Linked DNA regions of Mus musculus: regions 2, 3 and 4 are each linked to region 1. A link is a contact called in public promoter capture Hi-C data. All regions are on one chromosome and are shown on one strand. Each heading gives the region's core, a stretch centred on a gene start, on an enhancer-like site or on the middle of the called end of the contact. The rest is flanking DNA. Distances are from core to core; before and after follow the strand shown. Region 1 holds the start of F930017D23Rik (RIKEN cDNA F930017D23 gene). Region 2 overlaps Gm40635 (a long non-coding RNA gene). Region 3 holds the start of 1700027J07Rik (RIKEN cDNA 1700027J07 gene). Region 4 has its middle 15 kb from the start of Gm40634.

Region 1 (2,839 bases), core at 106-2,605:
TACCATCCTTCAAATACCTTCTTTTTCGTATCTGTGTGACTCTTTCATTTTCTTTTCTCTCTGGTGTGTGGTGTGTGGTGTGTGTGTGTGTGTGTGTGTGTGTGTGTGTGTGTGTGTGTGTGGGCATGCATGCAAGTGTATCTGTGTGTGCAAGTGCACACGAGAAGTGTGTGTATGCTCGTGGAGGTCACGGTACAACCTTAGGCACTATTTACCTGGAGCTTGCCGAGTGGGTTGATCTGAGCTGACCATTGCTCCCCAGAGAGTCACCTGTGTCCACTTTCCCAGCATGTGGATTGCAAGCGTGGTGGATTATGTACCACCACTGCTAGAGATAGAGGAAGGTCTTCTCTAAATCAAAGGAAGAGTTCCTGAGAGACCAGCCATTTAGAAATAGTACCAACCACCATCAGGGTTTTTTTTTTTTTTTTAATTAAAAACATTTTAAATGTAGATCGTGATGATCAAATTCAGGTCCTTCCACCTCTAAGGCAAGCACTTTACTGCCAGGTCCATCCACCCCACTCCTGAACTCAGATCACATTCTTTGTTGTTGTTGTTGTTGTTGAGACAAGTTCTCTCTGTCCCAAGGCTATCCTGGAACACAGTATTCAGTCCATGTTGGCCTTGAACTCAGGCATTAGACACCACCCCTGGCTGTGGCTTCATGATACTTCAATGCATCCATCCAATGTAACCAAGGTGAGGGTGGTCGATCCAGGCTTCTGTTGGCTTTCAGCTTGTTGCCTGCTACCAAATGCTAAAAGATCTTAGCCAAAGGGCCCAACGTTTCTGTTACCCCGGAGTCTTGCCTGTCAGATGGGCTTGATAGTAATGTGACCTATCTCATGGGGTGGGTACAGACTCAAACAAGTTAACACACAAAGCCTCAGTACGAAATCTGGCCCATTGCAATGAATGGACACACTGGCAGGATTATTTCTTGCTAGGGCAGAAAAATTCGTTATGACTTTTCTGTCAACATTGCTGTTCCCTGAAAGAATCTGCCTTCCTCATTTCTTGGGCTATGGCAGAGGGTAGGTAAGCAATGGATGGTAAGTGAAATAGATTACTTTCATACTCTATTACCAGGGTAGCTGGGAAGAGGAAGGGCAGACCTCTGCTAGTCTATTAGGTCTGAAGAGAAGTTGGGACTATTTCTAAATGACTGGTCTCTCAGGACCTCTTTGCATTAGAGAAGAACCTCCCCAGCTATAACAGTGGGGTTCAATGACAGCACACAGCAGGGCCACTTGGGAAACTTGAGAAAATACTCATACTTCTCCCTGCCCAGGAGACTCTGATAAACAGGTCTGGGTGGAGCCCAGTCCTCCGGAGGTTTGAGGAGCTAAGCAGATGATTCTAAAGCACAGCAAAGTTGAGACACTAAATGCTGGGCGTGGGTACGAGCAATGCTGCCATCATTTCAATTGCGGGCTGGGCCAAATCTTTGTGCTCAGCAAAGACCTTTTCACCAGGGGCGTGAATAGAGGTAAGTGAGGTGGCCACTTTCTCCCAGCCCAGTTTGGTTCCTACCCAAAGGGGCATCGCAGTGCTGTGGCTCTGCTCTGTGTGCAGGAATGTCTTCCCTGAAGGCATGGAGATCCACGGAGGGTTGTGCTCTCTTGAGTTGGTGAATAAATAATCAAGGACATTCTTTAGCTGAATGGTACCTCTGAGCAGGAAGTGTGGTCCTACCACAGCAGGTCTTGTTTGAATGGCTGTATGGATTTTGCATGAATCACCCCTGTCCAACGCTGGAGACACCCTTTCCAGAAGATCCTGATTCCAGTCTGCATCCATCAACCAGTTGCAAGGCTCTTGGAAGCATCTCTGGGCTTTTGAGCGATTTCACTCGACCAGGTACTTTCTAGTTTATAAATACGAGAGGATTCCATTCCGCTTAGACAATTCCACGATTGAGAATGGGCTTTCCTTTCCCCAAGCTTACGTAAACTTGCTCTCCAACTCACAGACACTTGGGCATCGAGTTTTTAAGCTGAGCCCACAAAAACGAAGACAAGTTCACTTTTATTATTTCTAGAGACACCATCATCTTTAGTCAGTGACTTGGTGTTTTTTACCCTCCTGTACTTAGTGAGGACTTGGGAGAGATTTCTTCTGATGAATCAACATAATTGACTTTCTAATTAAACACAGTACAACAATTTTAAATTGTTTCATGGAGCTTATGAAAGACAGCTAGTGTCTCAACACTTGTTGAGACACGGGTGCAAATGCAATCAGGAAACGAGGGTTCCCTGTATGATCTTACAATTGCTGCTGTGCTTATCAGTATGTATTAGGGTTTGTATCTACTTATTACAGGTTGTGTATCTCTTATCTGAAAACCTTAGGGGTTGTATTTTATATTTTGGAATATTTGAATACACATGGTTGGATATCTTGGTGATCATACCAACCTCTAAACAGAAAATTGTTTTCATATATATTTTTTAAACACAGACTGAAGCTAAGTGTGTGTGTGTGTGTGTGTGTGTGTGTGTGTGTGTGTGTGTGTGTGATATTTATTAACTTACTGCAACAGAATCTCAGGCATCATAAGCTTCAGAATTGCTGTGTAGCCAAGAGTGGCCTTGAATGCTTGACCAGTTTGCATCCATCTTCTGAGTGCTGGGATTATAGACAAGTGCCATCACACCTGCAATGATGTATTTTAAGTCTTCCTGTGTTTTGACTGTCACATGTCACATGAGGTCAGATTTTGGGCTCAGTGGGCAAGTGTGCTGGCTATTTGTCTTAGGGTTCCATTGCTATGAAGAGACACCATGACCAAGGCAACTCTTGTAAAGGACAACATTTTAATTGGGACTGGCTT
Region 2 (2,839 bases), core at 159-2,658, 200 kb after region 1:
AGACCATTTATTCCTGCATGCAGGGGCCTAATGCCATCGAGATGGAAGGGCACTGAATTCGCAGATTCAGTTTTAAAGCCAAAAAGAGGAACATTAGGGAGGGGTAGGTGATCTATATCTTGATTGGTGGGTTCTATTTCTGAGGATCTGGGTGATGCTACGATTCAGACTAAGTATTCTTGCTTCATGCCAAGGAGGGGTAGCTCTTGACCTCTTGGCTGTAAGCTTGGCTAACTGTCCTTTTGCAAGCTGGGGACAGGTAGGCTCTTGACATAAGCCTGCAGTTGTTCCAGTAACTGACTTGCCCAGTTCTGGGAAGTAGAAACTCAGGCTCCGTCTCCTAAACTGCTAGTTTGCAACCTGGCTCAGGCCAATCCACTCCTTTCAGGGTTTGCTACATTGGACTTTCCTGAAGCTGGTGCTCATTCTGCTGGTCTGGGCATCCCCAGGCAGCTTTACTGCTGACTCACCTAGATGTCTCACCAAGCATCACCCTAGTCAAGGCTCAGTGACCTGCGTGGAATACAAGTGTCTGTGCAAATGTGGTACGCCATTTCTTCCCCCTCAAACCATTCTTACCTGTACAAGTTCAGTCTGCTGCTTCCTCTCAGCCCCACGCTCCCAGAAATAAGACTCAGATTCAAAACATATTTACAAATACCTTGGCTATATAGCAAGAGTCTTCTCTGACTAGATCATAACTTAAAATAACCCAGTTATTTTAACCTCTGTTCTGCCATATGGCTGGTTACCTGTGCTCAGGTACCATACATCTGCTTCATCTCACCTTCCCAGGTGGATCTCCCAAGCCTGGCTCTATCCCAGAATTCTTTCTGCTTCCCAGAGGTCCCCCATTCTATTTTATCCTTTCCTATAAGCCATAGGTTTTTTTTTTAATTGACAGGTAGTGCATCCATACAATACAGAAGATATTCTCTCTACACATACCAGCCAACTTCTAGACTGACAGAGGGTAAAAGTCTCTCTCTCTCTCTCTCTCTCTCTCTCTCTCTCTCTCTCTCTCTCTCTGTACATACTGTATGGATGAGTGTGCATATATTCATGGGCATGTGTTTGTAGAGGCCAAACATAGACATGTCTTCCTCAATCATTATCCACCTCACTTTGGAGACAAGGTCTCTCACTGAACCTGGAACTCCAGCTACGCCGGCCAGACAACAACCCCCAGGCACCGGCCTGTCTCAGCCTCCCTGGCACAATAGGAAGAGAGTTATAAAGGAATAAAGGACTTACTAAGACACTTCCTTAGGAGACATCAAATTACACAAAGTAACTTAGCTAAGGAAGTGCTGCCCACAAATACCCCAAAGATAAGTAACCTGCTAGCCAGGTCTGTTAAAGATAAGGAAAATTATGATGAAAATGGCTGCTCATCAGAGCTAGCCAGCTGTTAGGCCCATCCCTAAAAAACACGCCTCTAACAGGCAGCTCAAGGGCTAGCACTGGATCACAACACAAGTATGTTAAGTCCTAGCCTGACATAAAGCGTTCAGTTCTTTTCCTGGGAAAAGCCTAATTCTGCCAGATGGGCAAGATACTTCAGAAATAATGCTAGCAATAACTGTGTAAACCTCCCATCTGCACTGGCCAGACTTGTAGTCTCCAGCCTTTGTTTAAATTGTTCAAAGTATAACGTGAGGCCAGAACCTAAAAGAGATTTAAGGACAACAGTGTATGTACTTGTGAGATGTACAAGCCTAAGCCTATTTGAGGCCAGCTCCTCTTTGAACATTAGCCAGAGCTAGACAAGCACTATTAGAGTTTCCCCTTCACCTCTAAATGAGTGATTTCTTACTGGCCAATCACATTATTTCTATAGTCACTACACCCAATTTTTTGTATGAGTCTTAGAGATCTGGATTAAGTTCTTCATGCTTGTATAACAAGGGCTTTATGGGCAAAGTCATCTCCCCAAGCTCTCACACTTCTTTAGTGATCCAAGGGTAAGTGTTATTGATGTTTTAGAGCAAAGACCCAGCTCTAAAAATCCTGACAAACTAGGCTTAACTGTTTCAATATTCCAGGTACAGAAATGAGTAGCGTCAAAGGGCAGAAAAAGGAGAGTTGACAGACCAGACACCTGGGGAGAGGAAGTCTGAGGTTTGGGTTTGAACAGAGGAAGAGCTGGGGCAAGAAGCAAGAGGTCAGTCAAGTCCAGTCCATCACAATCTGGGTTTGCATGGTGATACAAAGAGATCCTTACTGCTTGGGACATTTGGTCTCTATGAGATGACAGCTTCTGTTTAGGGGTGGTGTAATCGTCACCGTGAATGTGGTTACACACATAGGAGTCAGATACAAAATGCAGGCTGGGTGCCAAGCTTTTCTCCCCACTTAGTTCAGCCCAAGTAAGGGGGCAGTGATTACCATGCCTCTTGTCTGTGCCCTGCATTTTATTCTTTCTTGCAAACACGCCTCTAACAGGCAGCTCAAGGGTAGGAAAGCACAGTGGGTAATGAAGCTGAACCAGGAGCGAGTAGGGCTGTGTGTTGGGGCAATGAGGGAGATGGGAAGAAGGAGGGATGAAGGAGGAATAGGAAAAGACAAAAGCAAAAGGCGGAGAGGTGACATACAGAGCCTCCATATGGAAGAGTGAGCAATGACTGGAGCAATAACAAAGGGTGCTCCCTCAGCCCCTCAGCACAGCCTGGGGACAAGCAAGCTCTGTAAGCATCTCAGCAGCATAGCCAGTAGAGTCATAGTCTGTGTTTTCACACAATGCGCAGGGGACTCCTGGATCTGTTAACTCTGCAGAATCCGTGGTGAGTTTCTCTGCAGATTCAAGTCAAGCATTATCTATAAATCAATGGACCAGTTT
Region 3 (2,839 bases), core at 95-2,594, 150 kb after region 1:
GCAATGTCATTCTTTTCAGGGATCCTCAATGTGAAATTTAACAGCCTATTCCTTTGTCACTCCTAAGGATGTTGGTGAGAGGGGTATTTAAATCGCCTTTCTGTCACTACAACAAAATGCATGAGATAATCAACTTACAAAGAGGAAAGGTTGTCCAGCTCATGGTTTTAAAGGTTCTACTCCATAACCAAGAAGACCAATTTCTGGCAAGCCTTTGGTGAGGTTGCCGGAGGCAAAGTCTATCTTTAAGCATGTTTGAGCAAACTCCTCATACCATGGCCAGAAGAAGCAAAAGAGAAAAGAGTGGGTACCACAAGAAGATGTGTGCCTCTTCTGGGGCACACATCCAGTGATCTAGGACTTCTCTACTAGATCCCACCTCTCCCCACAATAGCATTGACTGGGGACCATGCCTTCAACGCATGGAGGTACACCAAATCCAAACTATAGCAAGGACTAGGTAGACTCACAACATACAGGCCATGTTGTCTTTGCCACCCGGTGAAGTGAATCACAGAACATCTTTTGAATAGGAACTTTCACCTTTTGTTATATCAGCAGGAATGCAGGCAGCCAGGACTCATCCAATATGTGCAGCTTACCAAAGTCCCAAGTGGACTATATTAATGCTCTGTGCTTAAGCCATACCTCTCAGAATGGGGCTGTGGCTCTGTTACCACAAGTCCTTGCCTCTAACAGGATTGAGACCCTGGGTTCCATTCCCAGCCCATCCTGCACTTCACTAACAGTAATAATAAGCCAGGGTTCCATCCCCAGCCCGTCCTGCATGTCACTAACAGTAATAACCCAGTGAAAACAAGTGTCTCCCACACCCCTCCACGACTAATGACACAGGACACTCAAATATAAAAGGCATGAGTTGCTGGCAGTCATTTCAACTATCTAGAACCCTAAGCTAGTGCACACTTGACTTTTCCTCTGTTCTCCGTTAGGTTGACACTCAGCCAGCCCTCCTGTTTACTAGTTGTCTGAGAGAAATTTAGAAAAACAAAACAAAACAAAAACCAAACAAACAAAAAAATGGTTTTAGTACAACCTAGGTCACATTCTTCTCATGTTGGTTGCTGCATAGTCGGAAGGGGTTACGTCAAGGGAAATTGACACCTACCCTTCTCATTTGCTCTTTGATTTGCACACTCATCAGAAGACTAGAGCCATTTGATACTTCACAAGATGATTCCCCTTAGCAGACACTGAGGGAAGGGGGAGTCACCTGGCCCCAGCATCTGGTAACTGTTCCCATTTCAACTGTTGACTCAATAAATGCCCTTGGGCAAGTCACTGAACCTCTCCACATTTAGTCTCTGGGGAATGAAATCTGCCAACTGTATTATGTGGGTTTGAACCTCACTGCCCTCTGGGATAAAAATAGGAGAGGACCAGGTGTCAGCTGGTCCCAAACTGATGTAAGGATGGCGGCCATGGGATCTCAAAGATGTCCTTGAGCTATAAATTCTATAATAGGGTCACGGGACACAGAGGCCCTCAGGCATTTATTTGGCTTGTGTGATAAATTCCAGCCCTTGAAATTTTTCCAGCCACTCTTGAATACTCTGCCTGGCCCCGCCCCCACTCCTCAGTATTTCTCCCGCCATAATACTCAACTCTGAATGCTGTTGCTTTGTCACAAAACTCTTGGACCGTAAACTTCCCAAGGGAGGAGATAACGTCAGCACAAGCTTCATTGTCAAGTACACACCAGGCAAGTGGGCATACTACGTGAATTGTTTGCCATATGGACGAGTGAATGAAGACTTCCCAGGCTCCAGAGAACATTCCACTCCTCTGCCTCTGGGATCATCCATCCCTGGCCAACATAAGGTAGGATCTGACCCCATTTCCCCACCATACTTACCATCAGTGGTGAGGATCACTGTCATCTTTACTGGATTTACAATCACCTAGAAACATGCCTGTGGGTGTATTGGGGAGGGTGTTTCAACTGATGACTAAGAAAGAGAAAGCTAGCTGAATACCATGAGACACTGTCTCAAGCTCCAGTCTTCATTACTACAACCTGCTCTCACAGCCATCCATGGCGAGGGCACCCTCACTGGGGGGGAGGCTATCCCTCAAACAGTGTGCTGAAGTGAGTCTTTTTTTTTTTTTTTTTAAATGGTTTTTTGAGACAGGGTTTCTCTGTATAGCTGTTGCTGTCCTGGAACTCACTTTGTAGACCAGGCTGGCCTTGAACTCAGAAATCCGCCTGCCTCTGCCTCCCGAGTGCTGGGATATCTAGACCAGGGTGGCCTCAAACTGGTAGAGATCCCTCTGCCTCTACCTTTGTTGCTGGGATCGAAGGCCTATGCCATCATGGCCGGCTCCCTCTATTCATTCTTTAAGGAAGGTTCTCTTTACAGATGTGGAAGAACAGTCTCAAGAGCAGATGTCAACACCATAACCAGAATTGTCCGGATTTTTGACTGAATGTAGGACTCATTTAGAGTCACGTGTCTGATGTTATGTGTAAAGACTGGCCAAAATCTTATCCCTAGCTTACATACAAGCACAGGCAGATAATTAGCCAAACTTCTTCTCTTGACTCTGGCTAAAGGTATCTAGGAAGTCAGGGACAACCATATAAATAACTTTCACGCTGAACTCGGAGACAATGGAAGTAGTTCAGACATCTAAAAACTCAGTGTAAGAGACTCCTAGTGCCACTGCTTGGCACAGAAGGGAGACTCAGCCCTAGAAGGCCTATGCTTCAGGAGAGGGCTTGACTCTCTGGGTTTCCCTATGCCCTCCTCCCTGAACAGATAGTTTCAGATTCCAGTGGAAGTCATCCAACAGACCAAGATCCCTCACTTTCCTCCCA
Region 4 (2,839 bases), core at 237-2,736, 130 kb after region 1:
TTTCCTTTTTTTTTTTTTTTTTTCTTCTCATTAACCCACATTAAAGAAACATTTCCAGAAAGGCCATCCATTCTCAATTATGCAGCTGATGGTGCATGCCTGGGATACCAGCTACTCGGGAAACTGAACCTGGAAGACTACATGATCAAGGAATGCCCGGGCTATGGTGTGAAGCCAAGGCCAGCCTAGGTGATTTAGTAATACATAAAAATAATTTTTATTGATAAAACAATAAGTAAATAAGCCCGCAAATAAAAAGTAAATGGCATTAGAGATATAGCTTGGGGGTTTGTTCAGTCACCACCACTTGAGGACACAACAAACAGGACTGGGGAACTGGAAGTCGAACCCCACAGGCAGACAGAACAGTTCAACGATGAGTCCTTAAGCAAGACTTTAGCTTCAACTATTCGTCCAGTAAGTATTAAGCCCCTGAAATATGTTGTTGCAAAGAAACATGGGGAAACATGCTAGAGAAGACTCTTCCCATAATTATGGAAAATAAAGGCTTCACTTTAATCTTTTGTGCTAAACTAATTTGAGCTATCCAGAAAAAACAAACAAACAAACAAAAAAGATCATAGATGCTAGCAAAACTATTCTAGATCTAGTATGAGTGGAAGACCTTAAGTCAGTGTATCTACCTAGCTCTAAAATGGGTCTGTGATGGTGGGGGCATTGGTCAGGGATTCCTTATTTCTGTAATTGAGAAAGAAAACCTCCGTCAGTAACTGTGAGTTATATTATCATTTATTTTGTCACTAAGTGTACACGGGCCAGTCCATGGAGCCACTCTTGAGACTCTCTGCACCCTGGGGCTTTCTCTACTACTACTGGATAGTTTCTTGTAACAAGTTGAGATCTTCCAGGTAGCAATCTGTGTGTGAGGCAGCTCATCAGCAGTTTAGGGTGACATTAAACGTGGTGTCTGTAGCTGGACATAGCAGCACACATTGATAAAACCAATTATAGGGAGAACCAAGCCATCAGCCTGGACTAGATGGCCAGTTTCTGTCCAACCTAGACTACATGGTGAATTTCTGGCCAACCTGGACTACGTGGTGAGACCAAGTCTTTAAAAATCTATGATTTAAAAACAGATAAGTATGTAGGTAGATAGATAGCTAGGTGATAGCTAGATAGGTAAATAGATGACAGATGATAGAAAAATAGATAGATAGATAGATAGATAGATAGATAGATAGATAGATAGACAGACAGATAGACAGACTGATTAGATAGATAAAACATGGGCTTATTGTACCCACAGCACCACATATGAAATACCCAGGGCTCTAACAACAAAATTCAAAGCAACCTGCATGACGAGACCCTGATTTTGACAAGCTGGGAATGATGGGAAGAATATTGGTTGAATGGTCTCCAGATGGCGATGACTTTTTACACAACTAATCTAGACCAACCTGTTTCTGCTAGAGGAAACAGTTCTGAGTTGCATTCTAAGTTAGCTAATCTGCTCTGCAGTGTAACCACACTTCCTGGAGAACGAGGGAAACCGAATAGTGACAGACACTCGCTAGTTGTTCAAGGACAGGGCCAGCTCACAGTTTAAGAATTAGCAATCATGTTATGGTGAGACATCAAAGACTTTGGAGGAAGGTGAAGGAAGAGTTGGCTAATTCACCTTACCATTTAAACGCCAGCTAGTTTCTCTTCTCCTTTATACACATACCAACATGTCTCTTTTCTGAGGCATGGTTTTATTATGCTTTTGTTTTTCTTACTGTTAGCTGCAGAATTTGTCTAATTGGTCTAATTGGAAATCTTGGAAGCTCTGTACCATCAGATTTATTAGTAACAGATGTCAGTTACCCTGCGCGTACCTGGTGACCTTGGAGACACCCCAGCTGCTCATCAAGTCCATTCATTGCCCAGATGTGCTTAGCATGGGTGGAAGAAAGAGTAGAAATCCCCCAGAAAAGTGAGGAGGAGGTGGAAGGGCACAGAGAAAACTACTAGGGGACAGTAATACTAACTTCAATATCAAATGACATTGACAATCTCTGGTGGTGTGGTGGTAGTTTGTGGCAGTAATGGTGTGAATGGTGGTGGTGGTAATGGTGGTCTTGGTAGTGTGGTGGTGGTGGTGGTGGTGGTGGTGATGGTGGTGGTGGTGGTGGTGGTGGTGGTGGTGGTGGTGGTGGTGGTGGTGGTGGTGGTGATGGTGGTGGTGGTGGTGGTGGTGGTGATGGTGGTGGTGGTGGTGGTGGTGGTAGTGATGGTGGTGGTGGTGGTGGTGGTACTGGTGGTAGGTGGTGGTAGTGTCAGTGGTAGGGATTCTTTTCAAACCACGGTGTTTGCCAAACTAAGAAATAAAAGAGGCAAAAGTAAATATCATGCCAGGTTTAGCAAACAGTAGCTGAAAGAAAGCCAAGGTCATCCCTGAGTGTGGAGAAAATACTGCTGGTTAGGCATTGTTCTTTGGAGCCAGACTGCATAGTGTCACTACAGCATGTGAAGGACACCTACCTTTGTGAAGCAGGAACCATGCCTTCTGGACACAGACATTGATTCTAAAAACCATTCAATTAGTGTTCCTTTCCACAACCCGTGGCCCGCACACACTCTGGCTGACGGTTTTGCTGTCTCTGTCACATCAGGAGCCCTGATAGCTTACCCTTCGCAATTTTCTCTTTGGTCCCTTTGTTTCCTTGTCTGTGTTGGAGCTGTCCTTACCTATCAGACGTCATCTTTCTTGCAGCCCCAGTGTTGTGTACCAAGATCAGGAAGCAGAGGTGTTGTCTCTTAGGGTGCTGGTGCAGCTTCAGGACATTGCTGTCACCTGGCCAAGCATCATTGTCCTTGCTCACTGGCCTGG

What was found. Promoter capture Hi-C pulls out the DNA fragments that hold promoters and counts their contacts.
Region 2: a contact with region 1 is called in a promoter capture Hi-C map of fetal liver, with 2.7 times the contacts expected there. The contact joins the enhancer-like site here to the promoter of F930017D23Rik in region 1. A contact is called at or near these places in 14 of 39 promoter capture datasets (the 3T3-L1 cell line, 3T3-L1-derived adipocytes, the C10 cell line and 9 more), 3 of 484 Hi-C or Micro-C datasets (CD4 T cells, bone marrow-derived macrophages and nephron progenitors), 15 of 115 datasets of contacts at active chromatin or transcription factors (the SCID.adh cell line, bone marrow-derived macrophages, craniofacial prominence and 10 more) and 1 of 9 other capture datasets (pancreatic islet).
Region 3: a contact with region 1 is called in a promoter capture Hi-C map of neutrophils, with 4 times the contacts expected there. The contact joins the promoter of 1700027J07Rik here to the promoter of F930017D23Rik in region 1. A contact is called at or near these places in 13 of 39 promoter capture datasets (3T3-L1-derived adipocytes, the C10 cell line, cranial neural crest and 7 more), 1 of 15 datasets of contacts at CTCF or cohesin (pro-B cells), 48 of 484 Hi-C or Micro-C datasets (the AML12 cell line, B cells, CD4 T cells and 26 more), 31 of 115 datasets of contacts at active chromatin or transcription factors (the 230-238 cell line, CD4 single positive thymocytes, DN3 thymocytes and 20 more) and 3 of 9 other capture datasets (adipose tissue, liver and pancreatic islet).
Region 4: a promoter capture Hi-C map of embryonic stem cells shows a contact between it and region 1. The contact joins the enhancer-like site here to the promoter of F930017D23Rik in region 1. A contact is called at or near these places in 10 of 39 promoter capture datasets (the 3T3-L1 cell line, the C10 cell line, cranial neural crest and 6 more), 20 of 484 Hi-C or Micro-C datasets (the AML12 cell line, B cells, the CH12 cell line and 15 more), 22 of 115 datasets of contacts at active chromatin or transcription factors (the 230-238 cell line, the SCID.adh cell line, VIP interneurons and 17 more) and 2 of 9 other capture datasets (adipose tissue and liver).

What each region holds. Positions count from the first base shown.
Region 1 is chr10:43,592,072-43,594,910 of GRCm38.p6, forward strand. F930017D23Rik (RIKEN cDNA F930017D23 gene) reads left to right here and starts at 1,356. Exons shown (of 3, transcript NR_033558.1): 1 at 1,356-1,492.
Region 2 is chr10:43,790,538-43,793,376 of GRCm38.p6, forward strand. Gm40635 (a long non-coding RNA gene) reads right to left here. Exons shown (of 3, transcript XR_871619.1): 3 at 2,048-2,839. Among named protein-coding and RNA genes, the nearest start is that of Gm40635, 9.2 kb to the right of the region's middle. Within about 2 kb of position 1,409, at least 21 of the 459 cell types and tissues checked have an H3K27ac peak or open chromatin away from gene starts, as enhancers often do. A contact at or near this core is called in fetal liver, where this site is marked.
Region 3 is chr10:43,744,814-43,747,652 of GRCm38.p6, forward strand. It overlaps 1700027J07Rik (RIKEN cDNA 1700027J07 gene), which reads left to right and starts at 1,345. Exons shown (of 4, transcript NR_040581.2): 1 at 1,345-1,842. RefSeq lists an enhancer at 1,325-1,865.
Region 4 is chr10:43,726,430-43,729,268 of GRCm38.p6, forward strand. No RefSeq gene overlaps it. Among named protein-coding and RNA genes, the nearest start is that of Gm40634, 15 kb to the right of the region's middle. Within about 2 kb of position 1,487, at least 20 of the 459 cell types and tissues checked have an H3K27ac peak or open chromatin away from gene starts, as enhancers often do. A contact at or near this core is called in the SCID.adh cell line, double positive thymocytes and neutrophils, where this site is marked.